4 separate regions of the Mus musculus genome follow, and all the other regions are linked to region 3. Evidence: chromatin contacts called from public HiChIP or PLAC-seq and promoter capture Hi-C data. All regions are on one chromosome and are shown on one strand. The core of a region is the stretch at or near the end of the contact, and the rest is flanking DNA. Distances in the headings are between cores, read along the strand shown.

Region 1 (3,008 bases), core at 119-2,618, 210 kb before region 3:
GAGGTGGAACTCTGCGAGCCCAAGGCCAGCCTAGTCTACAAAGCCAGTCTTCCAGGAAAGCCAGGGTAGTTATACAGAGAAACCCTGTCTTAAAAACAAACAAATAAAACCAAAGAACTCTAGTCCTCCACAAGGCAGAGCTCTGAAGACATACTCTTCTTAATACCATCAAAGGTTTGTTTTTCTAGTTAGACCCCAAGAATAGCAGGGGCCAAAGGGACAGCACTAGTCACCAAAGGCAAGGTACAAGGAAAGGACTGTTTTCTTTTGTTTTTTTAAGATTTATTTTAAGCTGGCGATGGTGGCGCATGCCTTTAGACGAGGCCAGCCTGGTCTACAGAGTGAGTTCCAGGACAGCCAGGGCTATACAGAGAAACCCTGTCTCGAGAAACCAAAAAAAAAAAAAAAAAAGATTTTATTTTATATAGATATAGAACTACACTGTGGCTGTCTTCAGACACACCAGAAGAGGGCATCAGATCCCATTACAGATGGTTGTGAGCCACCATGTGGTTGCTGGGAATTAAACTCAGGACCTCTGGAAGAGCAATCAGTGCTCTTAACCTCTAAGCCTTCTCTCCAGCCTCCACATTTATAAACTTTTATAAAGGAGCTTTTATAAAGGAAAAGATTGGGGCTGACTTACAGTTTCAAGAGTTTAGTCCATATGGCAGGAAGCATGGTGGCCGGCGTTTGGCAGATGTGGTACTAGAGGAGCTGAGGGGAGAGTTCTACAACCTTATCAAAGTTTGAGCACTTGCTGGGCGTGGTGGCGCACACCTTTAATCCCAGCACTTGAGAGGCAGAGGCAGGTGGATTTCTGAGTTCGAGGCCAGCCTGGTCTACAGAGTGAGTTCCAGGACAGCCAGGGCTACACAGAGAAACCCTGTCTCGAAAAAAACAAAACAAAACAAAACAAAAACAAAAACAAAAACAAACAAACAAACAAAAAAAAGCATTTGAGACCTCAAAACTTGCCCCTACAGCAACATCTTCACCCAAGATGCCACACCTATATTGGGTGGTGGTTTGTGCACTGTGTATTCAGATGCTGATTGCTGTGCACAGAGCTCCCCGGGCAGTCCAGAGATGAGCATTGTCATGCTATTTGGAGCATCTCCAGTCTCAGGAATGTGTAAAGATTCTTTTCCACAGCTCGTATTGATTAATAAAGAGGTGATTTTGCTTATAGCTGGGCAGGACATCCCATCCCAGTCTGGGGGTCCCAAGCCAAAAGAGGGGGGAAGGAAGAGAAAGGAGAGAGGAAGAAGAGAAAGAGGGACAAGTTGAACTCACCTTGAGGTGCAATGAGAGAGCAGCCATGAGGACACAGGGAATAGAGCAAGGTGGGGAAAGCCTCCGATGTGGGTAAAGGGCCATGTGGCTGGGAAGTAGGCAGCCTCAGAGGATTAGAATAGAGGAGAATCTGCCCAGCAGAGTGCCTACAGCTTGTTAATAAATTTATTACGTTCCTGTGTCATTTATTCAGGAGCTAAAATGGGCTAGAGCACGTGCACTAAAACCCCATCCTTACTCCAGAGCAAAAGTGGGGAAGACAAGCCCCCAGAATTACTATGCTACACACCTACTCTAACAAAACCACACCTCTTAGTAGTGCCACTCCCTATGGGCACATGGGGGCCATTTTTATTCAAATTGCCACAGAGATGAACCCCAGAGCCTAGACTCCCTAGTCCCCCCCAAATTTAACAAACTTCAAGTAGTATGGTATACCACATTATCATGAAACAAAACCCCACAACATTACAGTCCCCACATCTTGATAAAAAACACAGAATGATTAAAGCAACTTAAAATTTTGGGATATATACTCATAAGGAGCTAAGAGTACCCCAGTTCTAGGATACTGTCTATCTTAGTTGGAATTACTATTACTCTGATGAAACACCATGACCAAAAGCAACTTTGGGAGGAAAGGGTTTGACTTACACTTCCACATCACTGCTCATCATTGAAGGAAGTCAGGACAGGAACTCAAACTGGGCAAGAGCTGATGTAGAAGCCATGGAGAGGTGCTGCTTACTAGCTTGCTCCTTACTGCTTACTGTTGCTCAGACTGCTTTCTTATAAACCCAGGACCAGTAGCCGAAGAATGTCCCCACTAACAGTGAGCCCTCCCTCATTAATCATTAATTAATTTCTTAATTAAGAAAATGTCCTATCGCCGGTGGTGGTGGTGGTGGCGCACGCCTTTGATCCCAGCACTTGGGAGGCAGAGGCAGGCGGATTTCTGAGTTCAAGGCCAGCCTGGTCTACAAAGTGAGTTCCAGGACAGCCAGGGCTACACAGAGAAACCCTGTCTCAAAAAACCAAAAAAAAAAAAAAAAAGAAAGAAAGAAAGAAAAGAAAAAAGAAAATGCCCTATCAATTTACTTACACTCTGATCTTCTAGAGGCATTTTCTCAAATCTGTAACTTCAACCCTTATTTTTTTAAAGACATATTTATTTATTATATATACAATGTTCTGTATGCATGTATGCTTGCACACTAGAAGAGGGTAATAGATCTCACTATAAATGGTCGTGAGCCACCATGTGATTGCTGGGAATTGAACTCAAGTCAGTGTTCTTAACTGCTGAGCCATCTCTCCAGCCCTCAACCCTTATTTTTAATGATGGTTCTCAGACACTTTAACCTCCCTTGTAGTCCACCACCAACCAGAGGTAATGGGAAAGAAAGGATATGGGGAAAGTGGACCTGTTTAGAAATGGCTCTTTGGAGCAACTTCCATCTGTGTTGTCGGAAAATCAGTAGTTCAGTTCCCAGGTTAGCAGCAGCAGCAGCAGCGTGATCCACTCGCAAACACTTCACAGATACACCAGCAGTCCAGTACGGTAGAGTCGGTACAGCAAACAGGAATCAGCAGCGGGTGGCACTAGCTAGCAGAGCCAGCCAGGCCTCAGCCTCGGCACAAGTCAGCAAGAGGGATCTGGAGGAACGCTGGGAGTTCTTAGCTGTACCTCTCTCAGAGAAGTGAAGAGCAGC
Region 2 (3,028 bases), core at 196-2,695, 240 kb after region 3:
TAATATATATATATATTTATCTCTAGGAAAAAAGTCAGATAGTAAATATCAAAGGGACATAAAATGGAGAAATATGTAACATTTAGTGATGCTGTAAAGTTCCCCAAAGTGATCTTCTTGGCATTCTGCATTAGCTATACCAAACAAAATCTCAGCATAGTTTTCTTTGGAATTGACAGTCTTTGAGACAAATGACAAAAAATAAAAACAAAAACAAAAACAAAATACCAAAACACCACCACCAACAACAAAAAACCCCAAAACCAAAAAACAAAAAAGCCAAATCCATTTTGAAAAAGAACAAGACAACAAGATGGGAGGGCTTGCCATATATGATATCAAGACTCATTGTAAATCTACAGTAATTAAAAATAGAATACAGTCAGGGGCGGTGGTACAAGCCTTTAATCCTAGCACTTGGGAGAAAGAAATATTATTATTACAATTTTGAGGCCAGCCTGGGCTACATTGCAAGATTTTGTTGTCTGAAAACCAAACCAAAGCAAGACAGGATAGCACAACGAGAGGAGAAAGAGAGAGAGAGAGAGAGAGAGAGAGAGAGAGAGAGAGAGAGAGAGAGAGAGCTTAGTTCAGAAACTGAGTCAAGTATGTGATGTGTATGTGTGATTATGACAAATGTTAGCACTACTGGATAGTAGAGACAAAAGAGGCTGTTCAATAAGGAATGGTTTCATAAGGAGGTGATCTCCTTCTGTAGCCCAATCTACACTTGGGACAGGTGCTGAGATTACAGATGTTTACCACTACGCCTGGTCTAGTAATTCTTTGCTTTTTCCATCTATTTTGTGTGCATGATAGTGGTACTGCTGCACATGTGTAGATGTCAGAGGACATTTTGTAGGAGTCCATTCTCTTTTTATGTCTCTTGGGTCCCAGGGAGGATCGACCTCAGTTTGTTGTGGTTGGTGGTTAAGTAGGTTTACTCGAGCAATGACGTTTGTTTTATTTATTTAAAATCTATTTATGATCCTTTTGTGTGTGCTCACGAGCATAAATGTGTCACAGTGCACACGTGGAATTCAGACTCTTATCAAGTCATTTCCTGCCTTCCACCATGTGGATCTCAGGGAGAGAACTCAGGTTGTGAGGCTATCCTGAGTCACATCCCCAGTCGTAGCAATTATGTCTTAACCCTAGGAAGAAGGTATTATCCAAATTCTCACTTTACAGATGAGGCTAGCAAGACACGGGGGAACAGTCATTTTGTACACGTATAAACTTTTATAGCTTGGAAGATGAACGTGTCTTATAAATGAAAATTTTTCTCTGTCCTGTCTCTCAACTCCCCAGCCCATTTCCTTTTTTTTTCCCTTGGAGGAGACCATGGGACTACAAGTGAAAGAACTACAACTTCCAGGAGCCATTACGTAATTCACACCCCGCCTCCAGCGCCGCTGCCTGCGCAACGCTCACTCCTTAGAACTACATTTCCCAATGTTCCTCGCGCGGCACGTGACTCTCTGTCCTCGCCGCGCCGAGAGCAGCGCGGAGAGCTCCAATTTCTCTGATCTGGTCCTAGACCCAGCCCCGGAGTTAGAATTAACTCCACCATGGAGGAGGCTGACCGAATCCTCATCCATTCCTTGCGCCAGGCGGGCACGTAAGTACGCAACCCCCAGTCGCCTCCAATTGCTCACATCCGGGACTCCAAATCCTAGGACCCCCATTACCCGGGAACCTTAAAATGAAGACCTTGACACCCAAAGGCCCAAACTTACAGGATTCCGAAGCCTCTCCTCCTCCTCCCTGCTTACACTCTAACATCATGACTTTCCTAAATACTTTGATGTGGACATTGGGTAAAACCTCGAGGACTCAGACACCTTACAAACTGAGACCTGCATATGCTGGGATCCTGATATCTAGAGGTTCCAGGACACCCACACCAGGAAACTGATAACACAGGAGTCTGGCACCCAGAGTCTCCAGAATTCCTGAGACTGGCAACTTGATCTTCGAACAATAACTCCTGAAACTCCCAGGACTTATCAAAATACCAGGGCCCTACATTCTGACAGTAGCAGCACTTGGTAACACAGGAACACAAAGGATGCACTATTTGAGGGACCTAAAAGTCCTTGATGCCAAAATTTAGGATGCCCGATTTTTTATTTCTATTTATTGACCCTGACATTTGAGACTTCTGAAAACTCCAGCCTCTTCCTATGTAGCTTTCCCAAACCTCGTAGATCTAGGAGGCCTTGCCATGCAAAGAACAATGTCCTGGTGCCCAGAAATATGGAGACTGTGCCACTTGGACCATTTTCACTTTTGCAGATCCCAGAGGTTGGAAACTTTGAAGTGTAGGGGAGTTTGAGACTTTTCTGAATTCAGGTCACCCTCATTCACCGAGGTCTTAGGACTAAGTAAAGGTCATAGTCACCAGCACCCAGGATCTGTTGAAGCCTTGGTTGTTCCCTGCCCCGACCTGGATTCTAGAGCATTCCCTCTCTAGAAGTCTGTACTTTGTTTCCTAACTACTCAAGCCTGGTGCTTTCCTTTTTAGGGCAGTTCCTCCAGAAGTGCAGACTCTGCGAGCTTTCACCACTGAGCTGGTCGTAGAGGCTGTGGTCCGATGCCTTCGAGTGATTAATCCTGATGTGGGCTCTGGCCTCAGTCACTTGCTACCACCAGCCATGTCTGCCCGCTTCCGCCTGGCCATGAGTCTGGCCCAGGCCTGCATGGTGAGTGCCCTCCTCCCAGTGTGCACACTGTCTTCCTTCCTTTTTCACAAAGTCGCCAAGTTCTTTGACACTTGCCTTCTTCTCTGTCCCTTTGTATAGCTAAAGCTGCTGCCTCTGTAGCCAAACTGTGTGACTAGTTCAGACCCTACCTAGTTCAGTTCACGCTTTCTGTGTGACCCTAACTGTTCTATGCCTTCTCCTTATTTGTGAAATGGAGATGATATAATGAGCTTGTGTGGATTAAATGAGCTGATTCGGTTTGTGCTCAGGCTAATGTTAACAGCCACCTTCTAAGCTTGACATCAAAATCTCACTCCACTGTC
Region 3 (2,909 bases), core at 213-2,712:
CTTTGGAAATCACTATCTAAAAGGTGTGTGGGTATACTCTAAACCTTCAATTCTACAAGCAAGTCTAGGTCCCCAAATACAGGCTTAGGACTCCTGAGGAGGCCACATGGCTGGTGAGCAGACTCAGCAAAAGAGAGAGGTCCTTCCTACATCAAGGGTTTAAGTTTCTTGGGTATGCTTAGACTATTTCTCTGAGGACACCACCTTAATTCGAGTTCTTTGCGGGAGGGAATCTCACACTTGTCCTAAAGGAAAAAGTTACTGAACCAAAGTCCCTTAGAGAGGCCTGAGAGCTTCCTCTAAGGAAGGGCTCCATCGTATCTGCGACTCCTGGGGAATTCCCAATGCCAGTCACTTAGAGAAGATCTCAGGACTGCAAAAGAGTACTTTAACTTACTTAACTTAGAGCCCCTATCAAGTCCTCGGGGGAAGCCATGCCTCCACCACCAGGAAAGAATGTCAAGCCCAGCATCAAGACCTGGGTTTCTTGGACCAATCTCAAACATTTTCTTGCGCTCCTTCTCAGCCTGGTAGACTCACTCGCTGTTTCTGCCCAACAGCCCCTCACCTTCCAGCCCTTACCTGTTCTACAGTGGCGGGATCCATGGCCTCGATTCGCGCTGCGGCAGCTTCATACTCGTCTTCACTGTTGTAGCCCGCTCCGACCTCTTCACGTTCCGGACTGGCCCCGCCAACTGCGCCAACGCCGGGAGCTTGACGCCGCCGCTTGCTGTGCCCGGGCCCCGAGCAGCAGCCGCCCACGCCCACGGTACCACCCACGCCCACCACCACCCCTGCCGCGCCCACCCCCGCAGTTGTCGCACCAAGAGCGTCACCAGGACCGCCGCCGGGGCCACCGGGGCCCCCACAAGGAGGTGGAGAAGCCTGCTGTGGCCGAGGGCCCGCGACTGCGCCAGGCGGCACGGCCAGTGCCCAACGATGAAGAGCACCAGGCGGCCCCGGGAGCGGGCCCTGAGGTGGCGGCGAAGCCCGGGGACGGGCCCCCACGACGCCGGAGTCACGGTCGCGCTCTCCTCCGCCCACACCCGTGCCGCCGCCACCCACGCCTACACCCGCACCGCGCCGAGGCGCCGGGGGCAGCGGCCCGGGCGGCGGCGGTTCGTTGGCCGGGTCGGCGTCGGGAGGTGGCGGCTTCTTTTTGGGGAGAATAGTCATGGCGGCACCGCCAAGTACCCCACAGCAAAGCAAACGCGGAGAACGCCGGGAGAGAACCCGGATGAGGGGGCTACGGTCGTGCGCGAGGCACGACGGGAACAGCAAGGCCTGGATAAAGAGATCAGGACACCGGTTCGAGGACCGCAGACGGGACGCGGGTCACGCCCAGGAGGAGATCCCGGATGTGAAGTCCAGTGGGACGGTACGGAGACGGATTGGTCGCAGCCTTGTCTCCCTCCAAGGCCGGCCGAGCTCTCTGCTACCTGGTTCCGGGATTCGGCTTCAGAGGAAACACAACCAAAACAAGCACCGCTTCGCCCCGCCCCTCCGCAGGTTCCTCAACTACCGGGTGGGGCTTCCTGGTTGTGCGCATGCACAACAGGACGCAGCCCCGCCCCCTGCACGGAAGTACGTGGGCAAAAGGCTCGCCCGCCGGGACGACTGCAGACACCAGCCAATTGAAGAGGCGCGTAAAGCCTTGACGACACCCACTGGCCAATCCGGGTTGAGCGCTCGTTCTCAAGTCCTCCGCCTCGAATTTCAAAGTCGGCAGCCTTCTTCCCAGCTTCTCCTTTCGGCTCCCAGTCTATGCTTTACTTTCCCCGAGGTTTGAGCTCAGAGGCGTCGGCACTGTGCATAAACAGAGCGGTCTGTCTTACTATATACAGTAAGACTCGGCTCTCCAAGGATTCCATCTGGAACTCAGTTACACTCACTGGAAAACATCAACATTCCCAGAGCACAGCGTCCCCTCTGGCGTCACTTCCTGTTCCTCCCATCCGCCAACCCAAGAGGGTGGGTCCTACTTCACCCTGGCAACAGTCGTAATCTTGCGGTGATTAGTTCCACGAAGCTGTCCATCACTTCAGATGGGCCAACCGATAGACAGACGTGCACCGTACTGATAGTGTTTGGCGGAAAAACACGCCTTCTCTGTCACCTCCGCCCTCTTACCCTCACGTTCACCTCTAGCGTCTGTCTATTGCGCAGGCTCGGTACAGGCTTTTCACCCCCCCTACCACCAAAACAAAACAAAACAAAAGTTTACTCAGGAAAAGAGAATATTTACGAAACAAGACTGTCAGCAGCTAGTGTCACCCAGTGGTGTTGGCAAACTCCTTGATATTGAGCAGCTAAAACGCTAATACTATCTTGGCCCTTAATGTCTGAGTGTTTGGAACAAGTCAGTTCACACCCAATCTAGTCTCTATTTCTACTTCTCTATAGATTAGCGATAACTTTTCTTTCTTTCTTTTTTTTTTTTATTTAGTTTTTTCGAGAAAAGGTTTCTCTGTGTAGCCCTGGCTGTCCTGGAACTCACTCTGTAGACCAGGCTGGCTTCAACTCAGAGAGATCCTCTTGCCTCTGTCTCCTGAGTGCTGGGATTAAACCACCACCCAGCAGCAATAATTTCTATGTGGTAGAAATGAAAGCCAATAAATGGCCGGGTTCTGTGCATTGTACACAGTAAGTGCTATATAAGTTAGAACCTGTGGTAGTGCAGAAAAATCCTGGACGTTGATTCCTTATAAGGAAAACATCAGTTCTAGGCACACGTGGATCATTATGAACTATTGACTTTGTACAAATCATTGTCTCTTTTGAGATTACATAACAAAAGTGCAATATCAAAACTAGTATTATCATGGCTCTGGAGGCTCAGGCAGTAGGAGCAAGAGCTTAAAGCCAGGGGCTTGAGAAACGGCTCAGTAGTTAAGAGTATAGTTAAGAGT
Region 4 (2,782 bases), core at 277-2,776, 200 kb after region 3:
CCTGTCCTTAAATCCCTGGGACCTTACTCTGGAGCCCAATTCCCTCATCTCCTTCCACCCCTGTCGTTCCACCCACCAGTTCAGTAGGACGCCTCCTGCCTCACCCCTCTGTTTTGCTGGAGCCCATCACCACCACCATCTCCCCCTGTACTTCCCCCACCTATAGCCCGGACCACACTCACCCACTGCAGCACCTTCACGAAGCCAAGGGGCTCCTTGACCACCCGGAACTGACCCCCAGCCACCAGCTGAGGAGAAAAACAGTGGGGAGGGGAAGGGGTGTGGGAAATAGGGATGGAAGTGAGGGGCCAGGCTGCCAAGCAATGATCCCTGGGGATAGGACATGTGACCCTCCGGGAGTGGGTGACATATGGAGAGGGAGTGAGGAGGAGAAAAACGACACTTTGGGGACGGAGTAAACATCAGGGTCTCAGCAGCCCCCCACCCCCAGGGCTCAGGAGTGGTGAAGTGTGAGGTGATGAGTCACATGGCAGAGGAGGTTGGGTGTAGAAAATAGATGGGGGTCCAGACTAGTTAGCGAAGGAAGGTCTGAACTGCTTAAAGGTGAGTCAGATTGGAGAAAAGGTTGAGTGGAAGAAGATGGGGTTCATTAGAGTGGGGGAGGGGGCACCAAGTGCTGAAGGTGAGTCACAACAGCAGAGGGGAGAGGTCTGCAGTGGTAAAGGTGAGTCAGATGACGATGGTTGTGTCTGAGGAGATGGGGATGGGGAGGGGTCGCTACCGGTTAGGGAGAAAGCCGATTTTGAGGTGACGAAGAAGAGGGAGATGGCGGAGGTGATCTCTTAAGGTGGGAAAGAGCTGGGGGCATGGGTTTACTGGACATGCGCTGAGAACGAGGAGTCTGGGGTTTTTTGGAGAGGCAAAATTGGATCGTCCTCCTCTAGATCTGCTCCGGGGGTGAAAGGGTCGTCATCTACCGGGGTGCATTCTTTTTGGGAGGGGCGGGTGCCAACCCTCCCCCACCCCGCCCCCACACCTTCTGTCGCTCTATTTCCTAGCTCATCTGCAGCCCCCCGAGTCATTTTTCATTATCCCCTCCCCTTCTCTACCCCTTTGCCCTCTTCCTAGACCCGAATCTCTCTTTTCCCCCTCCAGGTCGACAGTTCTTTTGGGGCATCTGGAGGCCCCCTCTGCGGCAGTGAGGACAGCCTTCGCTGCGGCAAAGAGCGCACTCCTTTTCTCCACCTCCCCCTTTCCCCTTGCCTGCTGCAGACCCCTAGCCCCAGCCCCAGCCCCAGCCCCAGCTCCAGCGACCGTATCTCTGCTCCCCTCGCCACCACCTCTCAGGGTTCGAGGGCCAAAGCCACCCAGATTTCTGCAAGCGCCGGGCTCTGTCCACGGTGCTGGAGCGCGTACCTGATTCACCACGTCCATGTCTGCCAGCAGCAGCATCAGCAATGCGGGGGGCGGAAGGTGCCTGGTAGCAAGGGCGGGCGCGGGGAGCGGCGGGGGCGGTGCGCGATCGTCGGAACAGCCCAGTCGGCGGCAGCCACGCCCCTTGCACCCTGCCTATCTTTTGAGCAAGCGCCTGCGCACCATGGCTCCCCCCCGCCCCATACTCCTCGCCCGCCCCAACTCGCCTGCGGCCATTCCATTCGGGAGGCTAGAGACTCTGGGTCTCTGAGCGAAGGGTCCTTTTAGAAAACAGGTAGCTCTGGGGGAGGGGGGTGGTAAGAGGACCGCTCAGTTCTACCGGATGACATTTTGCCAACCTGAGTCCTGTTTGTTAAGTGTGTTCTCTCATTTAATCCCTATGTAGCAGTGACTATTAGTCCTGTTTTTACAGATGAGGAAAATGAGTCTCCAGAGAGATTAAGTGACTTGCACAAGGTCACACAGCTAGGTAATGGCAGTGTTCAGAGTCCTTGCAGTTTAAACGTCTCCACAGTTTAAAGACAGTTCAAGGTCTAGAGGGTTCCTTTTGGAAAACCTGCATTTTAAGCACATCCAAACTCTAACCATCTCATTTTTTTTCTCTTCTTCTTGGTCAAATTATAGCCGACTATATAGTTTACCTTCTGTTTATTCCTTGGCCCTCTTTTAAAAATCCATGTATTTATTGTGTGATAGCTCCCTTTCTTTTAACAATACATTTATTTAGCATAGAGAGAGGGACGGAGGGAAGGGGAGGGGCAATCCTGTATAAGTGTGAGGAGAGGACTACCTGCCAGATAGGTTCTCTCATCTCACTGTGTGGGTTCTGCTGTCTCTTAACAGACTACTTACCTTCTTTCATGATACTAAAACTAGGCCCAGCACCCTCAGTGATGATTGCCATGTTACAAAATGCAAGGGAAAAAATATAGTTGAGATTAAAATCACCATTTTATACCCTTCTGTTGCTTGAATTTGGAAACATTTGACTGGATACCATTTATTTGTTTGTTTGTTTGTTTCTTTCTTTTTTTTTTTTGAGGCCGGTTTTTTTCTGTGTATCCCTGGCTGTCCTGGAACTTACTTGGTAGCCCAGGCTGGCCTCGAACTCAGAAATCCGCCTGCCTCTGCCTCCCAAGTGCTGGGACTAAAGGCGTGGGCCACCATTGCCCGGCTGTATATTTGAGATAGGATTTCACTTAGCCTGAGGCTGGCCATGCCTTTCCCAGGCAGCTGAGGATGACCTTATCCTCAGCTTATCCTTTTTCCTCCCCTGCCCAGGTGCTGGCATGTTATCTCTGCATCATGTGAGCTCTGGCTTTTTTTTTTCTCTGAGACAGGGTTTGTCTCAGTAGCCTTGGATGTCCTGGAATTCACTCTGTAGATC

What was found. Promoter capture Hi-C pulls out the DNA fragments that hold promoters and counts their contacts. HiChIP or PLAC-seq counts read pairs in DNA pulled down with a chosen protein or histone mark. Capture Hi-C pulls out chosen DNA fragments and counts their contacts.
Region 1: an H3K4me3 HiChIP or PLAC-seq map of embryonic stem cells shows a contact between it and region 3, with 9 read pairs. The contact joins the enhancer-like site here to the promoter of Otud5 in region 3. A contact is called at or near these places in 5 of 39 promoter capture datasets (the C10 cell line, the HPC-7 cell line, cranial neural crest and 2 more), 3 of 115 datasets of contacts at active chromatin or transcription factors (the SCID.adh cell line, embryonic stem cells and large pre-B cells) and 2 of 9 other capture datasets (liver and pancreatic islet).
Region 2: a promoter capture Hi-C map of erythroid cells shows a contact between it and region 3, with 5 times the contacts expected there. The contact joins the promoter of Ccdc22 here to the promoter of Otud5 in region 3. A contact is called at or near these places in 8 of 39 promoter capture datasets (3T3-L1-derived adipocytes, the SN4741 cell line, embryonic stem cells and 5 more) and 1 of 484 Hi-C or Micro-C datasets (LSK cells).
Region 4: a contact with region 3 is called in a promoter capture Hi-C map of liver. The contact joins the promoter of Syp here to the promoter of Otud5 in region 3. A contact is called at or near these places in 5 of 39 promoter capture datasets (cranial neural crest, frontonasal cranial neural crest, maxillary cranial neural crest and 2 more), 1 of 484 Hi-C or Micro-C datasets (uterus), 1 of 115 datasets of contacts at active chromatin or transcription factors (microglia) and 3 of 9 other capture datasets (adipose tissue, liver and pancreatic islet).

The regions. Positions count from the first base shown.
Region 1 is chrX:8,049,296-8,052,303 of GRCm38.p6, reverse strand. No RefSeq gene overlaps it. Among named protein-coding and RNA genes, the nearest start is that of Suv39h1, 24 kb to the left of the region's middle. Within about 2 kb of position 1,368, at least 8 of the 459 cell types and tissues checked have an H3K27ac peak or open chromatin away from gene starts, as enhancers often do. A contact at or near this core is called in embryonic stem cells, where this site is marked.
Region 2 is chrX:7,603,837-7,606,864 of GRCm38.p6, reverse strand. Ccdc22 (coiled-coil domain containing 22) reads left to right here and starts at 1,445. Exons shown (of 17, transcript NM_138603.3): 1 at 1,445-1,621; 2 at 2,528-2,705. The coding sequence starts at 1,572.
Region 3 is chrX:7,840,384-7,843,292 of GRCm38.p6, reverse strand. It overlaps Otud5 (OTU domain containing 5), which reads right to left and starts at 1,462. Exons shown (of 9, transcript NM_138604.3): 1 at 583-1,462. The coding sequence starts at 1,176.
Region 4 is chrX:7,637,324-7,640,105 of GRCm38.p6, reverse strand. Syp (synaptophysin) reads right to left here and starts at 1,526. Exons shown (of 7, transcript NM_009305.2): 1 at 1,378-1,526; 2 at 183-248. The coding sequence starts at 1,413.